Regions from separate parts of the Mus musculus genome. Here regions 1, 3, 4 and 5 are each linked to region 2. Evidence: chromatin contacts called from public ChIA-PET, HiChIP or PLAC-seq and Micro-C data. All regions are on one chromosome and are shown on one strand. Each heading gives the region's core, a stretch centred on a gene start, on an enhancer-like site or on the middle of the called end of the contact. The rest is flanking DNA. Distances are from core to core; before and after follow the strand shown. Region 1 holds the start of Mtf2 (metal response element binding transcription factor 2). Region 2 holds the start of Gfi1 (growth factor independent 1 transcription repressor). Region 3 holds the start of Ephx4 (epoxide hydrolase 4). Region 4 holds the start of Dipk1a (divergent protein kinase domain 1A). Region 5 holds the start of Tmed5 (transmembrane p24 trafficking protein 5).

Region 1 (3,080 bases), core at 499-2,998, 340 kb after region 2:
GTACTATGCTGTTTTGCCTCTTAGAATTAGAGCTAAAGACACTGTGATCTGTCATGTGGGTGCTGGGAATTGAACACAGGTACTCAAGAGCTCTTAACTACTGTGTGTGTGTGTGTGTGTGTGTGTGTGAGAGAGAGAGAGAGAGAGAGAGAGAGAGACAGAGACAGAGACAGAGTGTGTGTGTGTGTGTGTGTGAGAGAGAGAGAGAGACAGAGACAAGAGAGTGTGTGTGTGTGTGTGTGTGTGTGTGAGAGAGAGAGAGACAGAGACAGAGAGACAGAGACAGAGAGAGAGAGTGTGTGTGTGTGTGTGAGAGAGAGAGAGAGACAGAGACAGAGAGAGTGTGTGTGTGTGAGAGAGACAGAGAGAGTGTGTGTGTGTGAGAGACAGAGAGAGACAGTGTGTGTGTGAGAGAGTCAGATACAGAGACACATGAGAGAGAGAGAGAGACAGAGAGAGAGAGAAAGAGGGAGAGACACAGATTGATATAATGTACTGAATAAAATATACTGTATAATACAAAGCTAGCCATGGTGGCTCAGGCCTTTTAATCCCAGTACTGAGGAGGCAGAGACAGGAAGATCTCTGTGAGCTTGAGGCAAGCCTGGTCTACACAATGAGTTCCAGGACAACCAGAGCTATATAATAGATAGACTCTGTCTTCAAAAAAGAAAAAAAAATGTAGTATAATATGAATATGCCTATTTGCCAGATTTTTCAGAACCTAGGTAAAGGGAACTCTTTTTTGTTTTGTTTTGTTTTGTTTTTCGAGACAGGGTTTCTCTGTATAGCCCTGGCTGTCCTGGAACTCACTCTGTAGACCAGGCTGGCCTTGAATTCAGAAATCTGCCTGCCTCTGCCTCTCAAGTGCTAGGATCAAAGGCGTGCGCCACCACCGCCCAGCTTAAAGGGAACTCTTGAAATATGAGTGAAAGGAATTTAGATCATAAGAGGTATTTCTTCAGAGAGAAAATTCAGTACTGCCTCTGTGACATAATCTGTGATAAAAAGTATATGACTCTGAAAATATTTTCACAAAATAGAAACGTATTACAGGTGTTTCTATAAGTGCTGGGTTGCATTCAAATATAAGTCAAAGATATAAGCATGCATTCCATTTATCAGCTGGGCCTCATATAAAAGCCTGCAATAGTATGAAAGTTGTGTGTTCCTTCAATCAACTGCTTTGCAGGAGGGTATGCTCAAATTTCACTACAATTAGGAAAGGTCACAAAGCAGGTAAACAGGGAAAAAAAAATCTCGTTCATCGTCAGAGGAAAAAAAAGTGAAAATCTCCCATTACAGATTCCAGATAAGTTTGGATTTGGATAGTATTCATTGAACGAAATTTGCCATCCAGGGTCTCCTCCCCACTTAAGGGGATTATAACAGCAGGCCTCTAGGTGAAGGTAAAAGAAAAGTATTTTTTCCAGTTAATAATTTCCTTTCTTCAGAAAGGAAATCACCCCATCAAGATGTACTGAGCAATATCCTATTTCTGAGGGCATTAAAAAAGACCGCACGAAAGACTGGACACGATCTCTCTTTTTAAAAGACCTAGTAAGGCAAGCATCAGCGTCGGGAAGCGCTGCGCTCACTATTGTGTCTGCACCGGCAGCAAGAGGACTTAATTCCACCGCGACGTTAAAGAGTCCCTCTTTGTTCAGCGCTGGTCCGGGACGCAGGGCGCGGTGTTCCTCCGCGCTCGCCGCGCAGGCCCCGCCCCTCTGCGGCTCTGGAGAGCTGCCATTCGGCCCCGGAGTAGCTCCGCGCTCCCAGAATGCACCGCTAGTCCGCGGGAAACCAAAATGGCGAAGGGCTGTTGCGAAGTGGTCTGTGTTTGAGGCCGGTGTGAGCACGCACATTCTCCTTCCTAACCCTCGTCCCCAAGGAACTCGGTGTGTGTGTGCGTGTGCGCAGGGCTCCCGCTGGGGCGGGTGCCCAGGGAGTGCCCGGACTCGCGGGGGAGCGCCCACGGGAACGAGATTGCTTCTATTTTCCTGTATGAAGCGGTTGGCACCACTTAAGTGACCGAATGAGGTGAGAGACCTTGGCCTGGGAACCGACTCTTTGGGAGGAGGTTGGGATGAGGAGAGACGAAAGAAAGGAAGCAAAAGAAAGGGGAAAGATGGAGGCTCCGCTTTGGGCAAGGGAGTCCTGTGTGGGGGTGTTTTTGCATTGATGCATATGTTGAAAGAATGGATCGGGAGGGGTAGTCAGTGAGATGTTGGTAAAAATAGGGACTGGGGGAAGGAGCGGGGCGCCCCGCTCGGGAGTCAGTTGGTGGAATTAGATAAAACGTTGAGACAGGGAAGCTGTGTTTGGAGGGCAGGAAGGAACCTGGGGGCGGGAGACGGTTGGAGGGGCAGGATGAACCTGGTGATGAGGGGGTGGGGAACCGAGGGGAGGAGCCGTCAGAATGCGGGGAGCCTAGTAGAGGGGCTGACTGGCACTTTAAGGGGTGCTAAGGAAAGTAGCAGTTTGGAACCAGAGGGTGCTGGAATTGTGTGGAATTGTGGTAGGGGAATCTAGTGGTGGGCTAGATAGCTAGCGTACGAGGATGAGGAAAATACCCTGGAAAGCAAGCCCTGGAAGCTTAAAGAGAAGAAGTGATAGGTGAATTGATACGGGGAAGAGATAGCTTTTATTTGGAGGCATTTCTTCCGTTCAATTAAAATTTCTTGCCCTGATAATTTGTATTCATCATTACAACTTAGTTACTTACGGCACTAAGGGGTTTAACCAAAATTTTCCAGGATTTCTTAACACATTTCCATAGTGCCAGAACTCTTAACTGTGATTTACAATCTGCAGTCCTTGGTGGTTAATTTTTTCTTTGGCAGAGATGGATTTATTGAGTGGTACGAGAGATTGTGAACAATAGGAAAAGGGGTATGGAATGCTGTTTTATTCTTTAAAACCTTTAACTTTGGTTGAAGATATTACCATGCAACAGTAGTTAGAATTTGAAAACCCAGACAAGCCTGTAATTGACATAGAAAAGTACCTCATGAGATCAAAGTAGAGCTAGAAATATGTTAGTGGTTGGTTGACTCCGTTTTCTCTAGCAGCAAGTACTT
Region 2 (3,108 bases), core at 554-3,053:
ACCAACCCTCTGCTTGTGGGGGTGAATGAGCTAATAGTGTGAAAGGGAAATAGCCTGCTCTTAGTAGAATTTGGATTGGTCTCCTTTCTACTTCTGCTGTGACCCGAGATATCCCCCCCCACCTCCACCCCCACCCCACCCCCACCCCACCCCCATCAACTCTAGTCAATTGCTCCCTGGAAATGAGCCCGAGCATGCTGGTGCCCCTGCCTGGGCCCTCTTAGCAGAAGGGGAGAAAATGAAACTTTTGAAGACAGAGCCAGCGAGCTGAGATTTTCAGCAGCAGCCTTGCACTCCAGTGTGGTGCCCAGCTCTGTACCGCTCAGACTGCCCAGGTCTCTTGTTTGAAGTATTCAGGTCTGGGTCCTGGATTCTGGGATCTGACAATTTCTAAACAATGAATTCTGGACATAAAAGAAATGCCAGCCAGAGAAGGACCAGTTCGTTTGACCTCGCCTGTTAGTTCCAGGCAAACGAATTAAGGGCCAGCCTGGAGCTAAGGGACTTAGAAGGAGGCAGAGGACACTTTGGGCAAGGTGTCCAGCACAAAAGCTGGATGCCTCCCCTGAACCCTGTTCCCTTAGGAGCCAGATCCCTAGGCCGACCCTCTGCATCCCTTGTGCGGGCTTCCCTCCGTGCTGCGACTCCAGAACTCTGCCACAAGACCTCGAATCAAGGCTTACCTGGAGACACGGAGGGAGAAGGGGGCCTCCAAAAGTCCTCGAACTCGGAGCAGGGGTCACAAACGCTGCCTTCGCAGCTGTTGGGGGACGCGGAGGCCCTGTCGGGAGCCTCGGTAAGCTGAGAGTCGGGGGACAAACGCTCTCGGGGCTCCATTTTCGACTCGCCTGCACTCACAGCGCCGCCCTCTGCGGAAAAGATTCAGGAGAGAAATAAACCTAAACCTGGCCGAACTGAAGTGGTTCCACCGTGGCGCCCGTGTCCTCCTCTGTCCACTCTGACCCAACCGGGAGCCCTCCCTCCCGAATTCAAGAGCCGACTGCGAGCGCCAGGGGCATCTCTGGCAAGCTCAGCAAATCTGAGCACCGGGAAACAAAAACAAAAACAAAAAAGCACCCGAGGGGCGTTAGGATAGCCTCCCCCGATTCCTAGGAAACGAGGTGGCTTGGAGCAGAGTCGGTGTCCTCGGCAGCTGCCCTACCCGGCCTCTGCGCGCTTCGCACCTGCTCTGCCCGGCGCAGGCACGGTCTCCAGGCGCAGGGAGTAGTCCGGCCCCGGAGAACGCGGCTGGTGATAGCTGTGCGCCTTCTTGCTCTTGACCAGGAATGAGCGCGGCATGGTGGTCAGCCGCTGGACGAATGTTTGGACCCTCGGATACTCTGAGTTCTGAGAGAAGGGGGAAAATTGGGTGGAAACGAGGGTCAGCACCGATGGCGGTTGTGGTAGGTTCCCAGGCCAAGGAAGAGTGTGGGCCAGGGAGGAGAGAGGGAAGCCGCGGGAGGAGGGGCCTGGACCCAGGCGCCACGCTCACCAGGTGGCACTCGGACAGGTGGCACGAATCCCGGCCTCCGCCGCCACTGCAACAGCTCAGTGGTAAAACCTGTCCCCAGGCTCTGGCTCTGGTCCCTTTGCTCTGCCCTGCCCACGCCTCAGCCCCTCCCCTTCCCTACCAAAGCTAGATCATCACTCTCCTGAGAGCAGTAGTCCACAACTGGTCCGTTATCCCAAGTCAACCCTGCAAGCCCACCTGCTCCCTTCTGGGTTGTGGCTCACGCCAGGGATGCGTGGCTTAGTTTAGCCAGTCAGGGGGCATCAGTGTTTGGGACCCGGAAGGGGCTTGGAGCCAAAACCTCCAGGAGCCCCGCGACGAACAGAAGCGAAAGAGGGGCGTACTAGGGACTGGTTTGCCTAGGGACTATGTGCTGCAGTGGCTGGAGCAGAAGTCAGGAAGCCAGAGGCACAGGAAAGTGAGGTGGGAGTGGCAAAGGACCAACACTTGTCCCAGGAGAAACGCCCACTGGAATAGTGGTGTGGCACCGGCCAGGACGGCGACCACTGAGAAACATTCCAGACCTGTAGGCCTTGCTTCAGAAACTAAGTCCCAGAAAGAATTATTTTCTGATCTGCTCACCAAAAATCTTGTCCTAGGGAAGTTGAGTTTAAACTGCGTGCTTACTGGCAAACACGCGGTGCCCAAATTTAATGAGTGCCAACGACTTCGCGGGCCAGCAAGATGAAACCGGAGCGCGCACGAGTGAGCAGTGGCCAGAAGGCCTGGCCAGGAGGCCAGGGTCCCTGAGCATGACCGAGAGCTGGCGTCGCTCTCTTTAACCCCCAATCAGTTCACCTAATCTCGGGTCGAAACCTGAGCCCTGCAGGAGGCGGGGCTGAGACTGCGTCCCAGCTCCTGGCCCGCTCCGGGGGCGACCCTAGGGAGGCCTAGGGTGAAACGAATCCGCCTGCCTCCAAGGTCCAAGGCAATAGAGGCTGAACGGCGGCGGCGGGCTCAAAGACTGGGGCACAGGCCGGCGCACGCCCCGGGTCTTTGGGCTTCGTGCAGTTCAGACTGAGGAACCCGAGCCTCTTCGCCACCCCCCCCCAGGAGCGCGTACAGAACACACCCTGTTGTACCCACTTAAAAGGAGCCCAAGGACTCCTGCTTCAGATTCCCAGTCATAATGTATAGTCACACGCCTTGGTCGGGTTTGGCTCCCAGAACCCAGGCTCCGGCGCTTTAATTTTCCCGCACTCCCTGTCTGTACAGCCAGACGCTCCAACCAGAGGACAATTCTTAAAGCAAGCATGAAGAGCAAGAAAACAGGGCAAGAGTTCTGGAGGCCTCGATGAGGTTCGGTCCTGCGATAGCCAAGAACGGGACCCGTGGGAAGCAGGGCTGTCTGGTCCCGCGCTGGGTCTGCGCGTCAGCACCACGCGGGACAGGGTAGACACAGAGGTGGCGTCCTCGCCCAGGCCACAAACCTACGCTTCGGAGGGCTTTGCTGGGTTCCGGGTAGGAGGGGTAAGGGGATGGCAAGGAGGCCCAGCGCGTGGGAAGGCAACCTCGTGCTGCAGCTGGCGTCCAGGGGGCGGGGCGGCACGCTCCTGGCACAGCGGCCCGCCAGGCTTCCCCTGGTCATCTGAGGCTGG
Region 3 (2,993 bases), core at 59-2,558, 320 kb before region 2:
AAGCAGAAGATTTGTATAGACACTTTGTCGAGAAAAGTATAGCTGAGTGACATGTGATCACACAGAAGATGCCTGGTACTATTCGCCATTAGGAAATAAATGTAGGCTTTATTCTTTTTATTCATTATTTAACAGTAATTAACAGTAATAACGCGGTAGCCTTTGTGGCATATTCAGACATATGTGTCATTAAACTTTGTTCTAAAACATTCACTTCCCCAGCTGCCCTCCCCCATGCTCTGCCCTCAGGCAGCTCCTTCCTTCCGGAAGATAGTGCCTCTTATTGAGAATCAAGGGTTCACTCTGCACCTCTGGAACAAATGAAATTAAGAGTTCAGTACACAGTGCTTTAAAGAATGGGACCCAGGCTCTAAGCAACACCTCTAGCACCGAGCAGTCATTCTGGAAGCCAGTTTGATTCTGTCGCAGAAAGCCAAAGGTACACTTACCCACCTTATCCCACTGTCTCATTTCTAGGTGAAATAGGAAAAAAAAAACGTTCACACAGAAACATTTTATGTAGATACACTTATAACAGCCCTAAGCTATTCAGATGGAAGGAATGAGTAGAGATGGCTCACCAGTTAAGAGTACTGGCTGCTTTTTCAGAGGACCTGAGTTCAGTTCCGGAGGTGAGGGGTGCACAGTCACCTGTAACTGCATCTCTAGAAGGACGGACGGACGGACGGACGGACACACACACACACACACACACACACAAGGGAGGTCAGGGAAGAGAAGGGAAACAGGAACGTAAAGGAAGACTAAGAAGAATGAATGTTTCTTAACGGGGCGGGGTGGGGGTAGGGCTGATAAACTATTGTAGAGTTACACCAATGGGGGCGGGAGGAGGGAGGGGGAGGGGAACATTAAGAAGAGAGGGAGGAGGGAGGAGTCCTTGCTAAGGGTAGGGACAAGCTAATTGATTGCTTGTGCCTTGGTGTAAAGTGCCTTTTTGCTTTTTCTGGCTGGGGTGTTTGGTAACTTTGAACTCAGTTAAGAAACAGTTAATATCTGTAAGAGATTGTGTTAGGGATGCCCACCTGAAGAAATAATTACCACAGTTCAGTACAAAAGTCCCTCCCGCCCTCCGCGATTCTCACATCCGGGAAAAGGTCTGCGGCTTCTGGGACCGGGGCGCTGGGACCTGTTCAGAGCCCGGAGCTTCGACAGGACCTGGGGATGGCGTTCGGCGTCGCCTTCATGTCGCTCGGCTCTAGCGACGTGGCACGGGAGGACAGCCCGGGCCTCGCCCTGCGCGGTCCCCGAGGCCCGGGCGCGCGGCGTGTGCGGGGCGAGCGGGCGGGCGCGGGAGGGACGCCGCAGCTCGGCTCCCGCAGGCGCCCATGGCCCCGCCGCGCCCGCCCCGCCTGCTGCCCGCGCTGCGCGCCCTGCTCTACTGGTCCCTGGTGTACGGCTACTGCGGGCTGTGCGCCTCCGTCCACCTGCTCAAACTTTTGTGGAGCATCGGTAGGGCGCCGGCGCAGACCTTCCGCCGGGCGGCCCGGGCCAACCCTCCGGCGTGCCTGAACGACCCCTCCTTAGGGACTCACTGCTACGTGCGCATCAAGGTGAAGGCCGACGCGGGCCTGGAGACAGGGGAGGGAGAGGGACGCGGGTGGGGAGCCCTGGAAGCCGCGGTGCCTAGGGCGCCGGGCCGATTGTTCCTAGATGCGTCCCGATGGCTGCGGGCACCCGGAGGACCCCAGGGGGAGGCAGGAGGGACCTGGCCAGGGGCTGTTCCGCGGGTCAGTATCATGGCTTTCCACTCTCTCCTTAACCTATGTGTGTGTGTGGAGGGGGGGAGGTGCGTGTTTCAGAACGTGAAATTTCTCTAACTGGATCCTCCTCCTGCTGAAGCAACTCAGAATAATTCTGCTCCCTCTCCTACTGCAAGGAGAAGCTATCTCCTGTTACCTTTTTTGCCTTTTAGGGCTCAGATCAGTTGCAGGATAATGCTCCTGGCGGTGCCCTGCTGTCCAGATTTTGAGATGGAGGGAGTGGACAGTTCTTTGGAAAGTCATTTCTAATCTCAGATGACCTAGGCAGCACTAAAGGATAAGAAATGGTTTGTGTTTGTGAGGAAGGAAGTAGGTGCAAAAAGTCAAAAATAGGAGAGAATGGAATACAAAGTAGGTACCCACTTCTTAATAAAGCTCCATTCTCTGTGCTTAAATAAAAGTGTCAACCGTGCCAACAGATTTTCATTGTCCGTCCTCGTCCAAGCTTCTGTCACAGCCCACAGACGGTCTATTTCCTGATGCCAGGTGGTGGAGTGATACAGTCTCTGTGATACGACCTACAGTCTGACTCACAAGCCTTTCAAAGGCAACATACAAGGAGATATTTGTGTTACTGAGTCCTGCCTGACGTTTAATCAGCAGCTAAACTCCCCAGCAACTGGGATTCAGAAAGGCAAAAGGAGCCTGAAACTGATGTGAGAATTAAGTATGTTCATGTTTCGAGAAGAAGGAGAGGAGGAGGAGGAGGAGGAGGAGGAAGAGAACCACAAAGAAAAAGAGAAGAAAACATAGGCCAACGGACCTATAACTTAGTATAATTTATAATTCATCATTATAATTATCAACCTGGCATATACCCAGTGCGATAAAATCTTTATTAAATCCAATCTGGTGGCCCTGGCATTTTATTCTTCCAAGACTCACCACCACTAAAATAATTTTTAAAAGATAACAGCCAAGTCACATTTGTTAATTCTGTCCAACTTAAGGATGAAACACAGCTTATGACTCTTCCTGGATTCCTCAGAATTACTCTCTTTTCCCCTCAAAAGCAGAAGGAAGAAATAGTGGTGACTCTAGTCACCTGTATACTTCATTCCTCTTAACTTGTTTATTTAGTGACGCCGGGGGACACATTGGTCATGCCAGGCGAGTGCTCTGCCACTGAGCTACATCCTTAGCCCGCTCATGACTCCCATGACCTTCATGACTTATGTGACTTACTTGGACCTCATTTAGGGGAAGGGACGG
Region 4 (2,989 bases), core at 241-2,740, 260 kb after region 2:
GATAACGATGCAAATTCAGAAAAGTAAGAAACACACTAAGTGTTTGTCATTAATGTAAGCATAACTATTTGTAAAACTAATTTTGTTTGCGTGGTGTCGGGGATTGAATCCAGAACTCTTAATTTCTAACCTTAACCACATCAGAAAACCTTTGTACAGTTATAGCGCCAAAGATTGCATTCACATCTGTGGAAAACATTTAAAGCCAAAACTAAAGCCTAAAGCTCTACCAACTCCAAAAATTAATAATAGAAAGCTAAGTAGTTTAAGTTCAAAGATTTTAAACATGCCCAAATACTTTAACCTGGAGGGGTGGAATGCTAGACTAGGTTCTAATACTGGTACTCAAGGCACAACTATTTCTGGTGGCGCTGCTACAAACATTCAGTTTTACACCCTTAAAACCATGAGTTGTCAAGTCAGTCTCTCAATCTGGGTTTCTCTCGTTTCGATGTAATGACTTACACTTGCAAATTTCAAATTAAAATATAAGATTTATTTGGACAGTAACGGTTTCTCCTCAACTTTTTCTTTTTTTTCCATACTCATAAGAAGCACACCAACAACTGACCTAAATACACGTCCCATGTCGTCAGGCCTTTTAATGTAAGCAGTGTCCTCTAGAGACATATAACAATACTGCCAATGTGTGAGGCATTGATTTGTAGTTGTTTTTCCATCCGAGCTATGGATTTGTGCTCAGCTACTCACGACGTCTACTAGGTCCCCCTGGTGACCAAACAGTGCACCAAAGCAGCAGGAGGGTTCTAAAGCCTACTGACAGCGGAACAGAAAATCATGAAAAATTAACACGGCAACAGTACACACGACGTGACTGTGAATTGCGTTCGCACTGCTGGCGGGCTGAGTGAAGAGCCGTACAACGGTCACCATCCCCTTTTTGCAAAAGCATCGCCTCGATCGAGCTTGCCTACTCCTCCCTCCCATTTAAACCAGAGATGTGATGAGAACACCAAACCCAGGGGATCTGCACGAGGCACAGCTACTGGCTGGGACTTGGGGAACCACTGGTATGACAATCGGTCACGATTCTGTGGAGCATGGAGGAATGACACACCACCCTTTCCTACCCCAGACACAGAGTCAGGAATGGCAGGTCGAGGGGGGGCCCTTGGGGAAAGCGGGAGAGCACGCAGAGGAGGGACCGCGGCGCGTCCGGGGCCGGGACTCAGAGGGGCTCAGGGCTGGGGCGGCGCCCGAGGAGCGGGACCAGGGCTGGGAGGGCGCGCCGCCAGGTGCCGGTCCGCAGGAGGCGGCGGGGCGCGCACGGAGGGAGGACGGGGCGCTGAGTCCCGCGTGGCGCGGAGCGGAGGGCGCGTGGCGGGGCCGCGGCCGGCCTACCTGGAGGTAATGGGGTTTCCTCAGCCAGGCCCCCGCGCAGAGACTCCTCGCCATGGCACTCACATCGCCCCGCCGCGCCGCAGTCGGAGGCGGACCCGAGCGCGGCCGCCCGCCGGCCTCCCCGCCCCTGCCCCGCCGGCCCGCCCACGGCCCGCCCCCGGCGCGCGCTCCCCGGGGCCGCGCTGCGGCGAGGGCGGCGGGTAGCGGAGGCCGGCTCCGCGCGCAGAACCCCACCCCCACCGCCAGCCGCGGCGGTCGTCAAGGCGCGGGCGCGGGGCTCCGCCATAAAGGGGAGTCGAGCCTCGCGTCCGCCGACACAAATCCGCCTGCGCCTCCGTGCTTAAAGGGGAGGCGCGGACGGGGGAGGGGTACGGCCGAGGCGGGTGCGAGCAGCACGGGGGTGCGCAAAACGTGGGCTCCGTGGAGCGCCCACTTCACTGTGAGGCTTGCGGCTTCACGCGCGGAGTCCCGCCGTCCGCGCTCTGGACCTGTGCGAGCGGATTGCACGGAAATTCTGTGGATGCTTAGAGCTGCATCCTAGGCGACCAACTAACTCATAGATCCTCTCCAGGGAAAGGAGGCTCTCCGGAGACGCGACCACCGCTATCTAGGGGAGGAAGGGACTCCTTCCCGCTCAGTTCTGCGTGGCCTTCCAGACACTTCGCCTCTTTGCGTACCTTAAATTTAATGCAATTTTTTTCTTTTATTTCTTTTTCTTTCTTTTTTACCATTTCGACTTTTTGAAGTTTGCATTGTTTGCAAAACAGCCTCAGAGTTTTCTTGCCTCTACCACAGAATCATGATTCACACGTTAAATACATAATTAAATAAATAAATGCCGGATAAATACAGTGAAGGCAGGAGACCTTCTAGGATATAGCAGAGCAGCTCAGTTAAGGCTATACACCTCAAGGCGTTGCTTTCTTCTGTTGACACTGATGGCCAAATAAGGGAGAAGGGGCCACCCTGGGAGGAGTACAGCTATTGATCTGAGTGACTTCAATGCAGGGAGATGCAGGTCCTACTTCATTTTTTTCCCTTGCTATGCCGTACTTTATGTTTCTAGTGCTTTCAGTTTCTGGAAACAGGTCTTTAACCTGGATAATATTTTGTTACTCGCAAAGAAGTGCATGAGCCACTGACTTTCACTTTTAATTAAATGACTTCAGTAATTTCTAAAGTAAAAGTAAATATGAGCTGGGCATGGTGACTCATGCCTGTAATTCCAGCACTTGGCCAACCGGAGCTACTTAAGACAAAGACAGACAAAGGGAGGGAAGGAAGAAGGAGGAAAGGACGGATCCTACCGGTTTCCTTTAGTTGTTTTTTTGTTTTTTGTTTTTTTAAAGATTTATTTATTACTTATTATATGTAAGTACACTGTAGCTGTCTTCAGACACTTCAGAAGAGGGAGTCAGATCTCGTTACGGATGGTTGTGAGCCACCATGTGGTTGCTCAGATTTGAACTCCGGACCTTCGGAAGAGCAGTCGGGTGCTCTTACCTGCTGAGCCATCTCACCAGCCCTTTTTTTTTTTTTTTTTAAGATTTTATTATTTATATGTGTATGTCTGCCATATTTGTGTGATTGCTTATAAAAGCCAAAAGAGGGCATCAGAACACCTGGG
Region 5 (3,075 bases), core at 309-2,808, 410 kb after region 2:
TAGCCTGGGCTAAATACTGAATTCAATGCCATTGGATACATAGTTGAAACCTTGTCACAAAAACCAGAGCAACCAACCATCCATCCAACCACAGCCTACCAAACCCATCAAGCCCAAACAAAGCCTGCCTATGAACCCCCAAACTCCTGAGAACCAGGTTTTTCTCAGTTTGTTCCTCCTCCTGGAACAATTCCTTGCATACATTAATTGTTCAGTAAATGCTAAACTTTTGTTCACAAGTGGAAATCAAGAAATATTAAGCTGTAACCTTAGTTGTGCTGAGATTTTTGTATATTATGACTTTAGATACTTCCTGTAATTACTGTAAACATCTATAAATAATCCCAAAGGCTCCACATATAAAAGTTTTACATAAGAATTAAAAAAAGATTTAATAATAAGCGTATTCTGCTGATACTAAAAAGAAAACAATGACACGGGAAGAAAGCTGACAAAGTTCAATGGAAGAAAGGTCATACACTATTATCTTATTTGATTTCAAAGTGATGGATGTACACCCGGGATGACAATGTACCACTAAATACAGCAACAGTCCATTTCAACACATTTCAAAATCTGACTTAGAGATCTTCGCATGGACACAATTCAATACTCCCAAGACTGGGTTTCACTATGCAGCCTTGACTGTTCAGAGATCCACTTGCCTCTGCCACGGGAATGCTGGGGTTAGAGGCGTGTGCCACCACTGCCCAGCCACAATTCAAAACATCGTGCCGATTTTATAATATCGGGATTTGGTGAAAGTGGTGAGAGTGAGTCAAACAAGTGTTATCACTTCGTCCAATAATAAAGAAGAACGTGTATCAACCCCTTACAGCGAACTTCTCAGAACTGTAGGGTATGTAAACTAGCTTGAAATGGCTTGGGGGAATTAAGAAACAAAGAGTAACGCCATTGACGTCACCAGTGCTGGCCTCTTTCCGACCAGAGGAAAGGGAAGAGAGAGGGTAGGTGTCAATTTTAGGACTGGCCAAACTTGTGAGTTCCAGGCTCCCAGGAGCCCCGCTTAAGTACGCCTGCGCCAAGCAGGCCAGTTTCCCAGGAGACCCTCCTCGGATTCACCTCGGTCGCTGTCCCACCTTTTCCAAGTAGGTGAGAGGCGACCATGTGGTGCGGCCCGGCCCAAGGAAGGCTAGCCCACTTCCGCACTTACTTGGTATTCGATCTCCAACGATGCCTTCAGGGGCATGGGCTGGTAGAAACACTCCTTCCGGCCGGCCGGCAGCGTGAAGGTAAAATCACTGTCCAAAGAGGGTGTGAAGCCGGCCGCCCCGCGCAGCAACGCTGCGGGCAGAGCGGACAGGAGCAGCACGGGGAATGGCAGCCACATCCTGCCGCCCATCCCTGTCGATCTCTGCCTGGACGCGTGTAGGGAGGTGCGGGATACTGGTGTCTCCGATTTGAAATCCCGATCTGAGGGAACTTCAGGCAGCGGCGAGCCTCACTCTCTTGGAAGGTGGAAGCACTGCCTTCCACTGGGCCGGGCGAGGGCGGGGCCAGCGTCCCCTTTCGGCTGCCTTCTGGGTTTCGCATCCTTCCTTCACACCAGACTTGTCGGTTTCGGCTTCCCTCACACACGCCAATCAACGTTGGCGGGGGTAACGACGGGAAATGTAGTCCGAGGTGACCACGGCACGCCGCTCATCCGCGCTTCCAGACTCATTTCCCGGCATGCCCTGCGCCCCGCTCCCGTTCGCAGAGCCCCGCGTGGTGGGCGGGGTCGGGGCCCGGGAGGCGGGTCCCAACGGCTGCCGCGGCGGTTCGAACTCGGCGCCTCGGAGGTTCGCTGGTTCTCCTCATCGAGAGTCAGAGGCTTCCATGTCGTGGGCTGCGAGAGTGTCCCAGGCTTCCGAGCGCAGAGGAGGCTCGCGGTGCGCCGTGGTCTGGGGACGCTAACCCCGCCTGCGATCTGGGTGGTGAGCAAACGCCTCCTGGCTGGAAAAGGGCTTTCCCGAGGGGTTTGTTTTCTCTTGGGACAGTCGACCTGCGCCTGGCCTGCTTGTGAGGCGTTTTCTTTTATTTGAGGCAGAATCGGAAAGGAGGCTGCCAGACTTTGCTCTACTCCCTACAGGCAGATGGAGGACCTCTTTCTTGAAATAAAATACTGTATAAAACCATGTACTCTTTCTCAAGCGGAAAGTCCTGTCACAGGATTTTATAGAGTGTAAAGTGCTTGTCCTTCGCTCGATGAGTGTGCGTGTGTGAGAACTCATTTTTCACTAGACTTGAAGATACGGTTGTCAGGGCCGCCCTATAGGTAAGATGATAAGCCTTTCTACGTACACATACTACAGGTAAACGTAGGAAAATGAGGATGTTTAAATACCAGACGTATCCAATTCTGAACGGCTAGAAAATTCTTACGTGAAAATGCACAAGTTGCTGAACGTAAAAGCCTGACTTAAATGGTGTCCTACAGTACTGATCAGCATTTTCTAGTCTCAAGTTTCTTCTTTTCTCTCCTCCATTATTCTGTACGAAGCTAGAGATGTTGCATAGATGTGAAGTAGCATGGATTCCTGAGCCACTGACTGGGGAAGTCTTCCAGCTTATGCAGAAGCAAATTTGTTAAAAAGAAAACCAGAAACAGGGTAGAAAAGGGTAGAAACATTTACATCTACAAAATATCTCGTTTAATTTTAGGCCTCAACTTTTTCCAATAAGGTGCGAGGTGTTTTTTTGTTTTTGTTTTTTTTTCCAATCCACCCTACTCCTGAGAAATTTTGCGTGGGAAATTAATGTACCAGGACCGTTTTTACCTGAGTGAGGGAGGGAGAAGGCAGTTTATTCATTTATCCGTTCAAAATAATTGAGTTTTCCTAAGTGCATTACACTCTTGAACATAATAGGTGGGAATTAATAATATCTGTAACCCAAATTTTAAGAAAGGCAATGAAAGAGGTGCTACAGTGAAAAAAAAATTAAATGGAATATGAGAGAGAAGTGAAATTGTAAGATTATGCAGAAAGTTCTATAGTAGGAGTGGAAATTCTAAAACTTTTTAGTTTTTATTTTAGTAATTACAATAATAAAGCATCCTTTACTGTGATTTCA

What was found. Hi-C and Micro-C count contacts between places; a contact is called where the count stands out from the background. ChIA-PET counts read pairs in DNA pulled down with a chosen protein or histone mark. HiChIP or PLAC-seq counts read pairs in DNA pulled down with a chosen protein or histone mark.
Region 1: an RNA polymerase II ChIA-PET map of memory CD8 T cells shows a contact between it and region 2, with 44 read pairs. The contact joins the promoter of Mtf2 here to the promoter of Gfi1 in region 2. A contact is called at or near these places in 1 of 39 promoter capture datasets (neural stem cells), 2 of 115 datasets of contacts at active chromatin or transcription factors (the SCID.adh cell line and memory CD8 T cells) and 1 of 9 other capture datasets (pancreatic islet).
Region 3: a Micro-C map of embryonic stem cells shows a contact between it and region 2, with 2.6 times the contacts expected there. The contact joins the promoter of Ephx4 here to the promoter of Gfi1 in region 2. A contact is called at or near these places in 3 of 484 Hi-C or Micro-C datasets (all in embryonic stem cells) and 1 of 115 datasets of contacts at active chromatin or transcription factors (memory CD8 T cells).
Region 4: a contact with region 2 is called in an HNF4G HiChIP or PLAC-seq map of pancreatic cancer cells. The contact joins the promoter of Dipk1a here to the promoter of Gfi1 in region 2. A contact is called at or near these places in 2 of 484 Hi-C or Micro-C datasets (both in embryonic stem cells), 4 of 115 datasets of contacts at active chromatin or transcription factors (embryonic stem cells, large pre-B cells, memory CD8 T cells and 1 more) and 1 of 9 other capture datasets (liver).
Region 5: a contact with region 2 is called in an H3K4me3 HiChIP or PLAC-seq map of the SCID.adh cell line, with 14 read pairs. The contact joins the promoter of Tmed5 here to the promoter of Gfi1 in region 2. A contact is called at or near these places in 3 of 115 datasets of contacts at active chromatin or transcription factors (the SCID.adh cell line, memory CD8 T cells and pancreatic cancer cells).

The regions. Positions count from the first base shown.
Region 1 is chr5:108,063,926-108,067,005 of GRCm38.p6, forward strand. It overlaps Mtf2 (metal response element binding transcription factor 2), which reads left to right and starts at 1,749. Exons shown (of 15, transcript NM_013827.3): 1 at 1,749-2,040. The coding sequence starts at 2,036.
Region 2 is chr5:107,722,540-107,725,647 of GRCm38.p6, forward strand. Gfi1 (growth factor independent 1 transcription repressor) reads right to left here and starts at 1,804. Exons shown (of 6, transcript NM_010278.2): 1 at 1,185-1,804; 2 at 684-869. The coding sequence starts at 1,299. RefSeq lists a promoter at 1,435-1,823.
Region 3 is chr5:107,402,205-107,405,197 of GRCm38.p6, forward strand. It overlaps Ephx4 (epoxide hydrolase 4), which reads left to right and starts at 1,309. Exons shown (of 7, transcript NM_001001804.2): 1 at 1,309-1,571. The coding sequence starts at 1,347. Gm17202 (a long non-coding RNA gene) reads right to left here. Exons shown (of 5, transcript XR_389494.4): 3 at 2,967-2,993.
Region 4 is chr5:107,985,587-107,988,575 of GRCm38.p6, forward strand. It overlaps Dipk1a (divergent protein kinase domain 1A), which reads right to left and starts at 1,491. Exons shown (of 5, transcript NM_026062.4): 1 at 1,363-1,491. The coding sequence starts at 1,416.
Region 5 is chr5:108,131,062-108,134,136 of GRCm38.p6, forward strand. Tmed5 (transmembrane p24 trafficking protein 5) reads right to left here and starts at 1,559. Exons shown (of 4, transcript NM_028876.3): 1 at 1,175-1,559. The coding sequence starts at 1,363. Ccdc18 (coiled-coil domain containing 18) reads left to right here and starts at 1,853. Exons shown (of 29, transcript NM_028481.1): 1 at 1,853-1,937.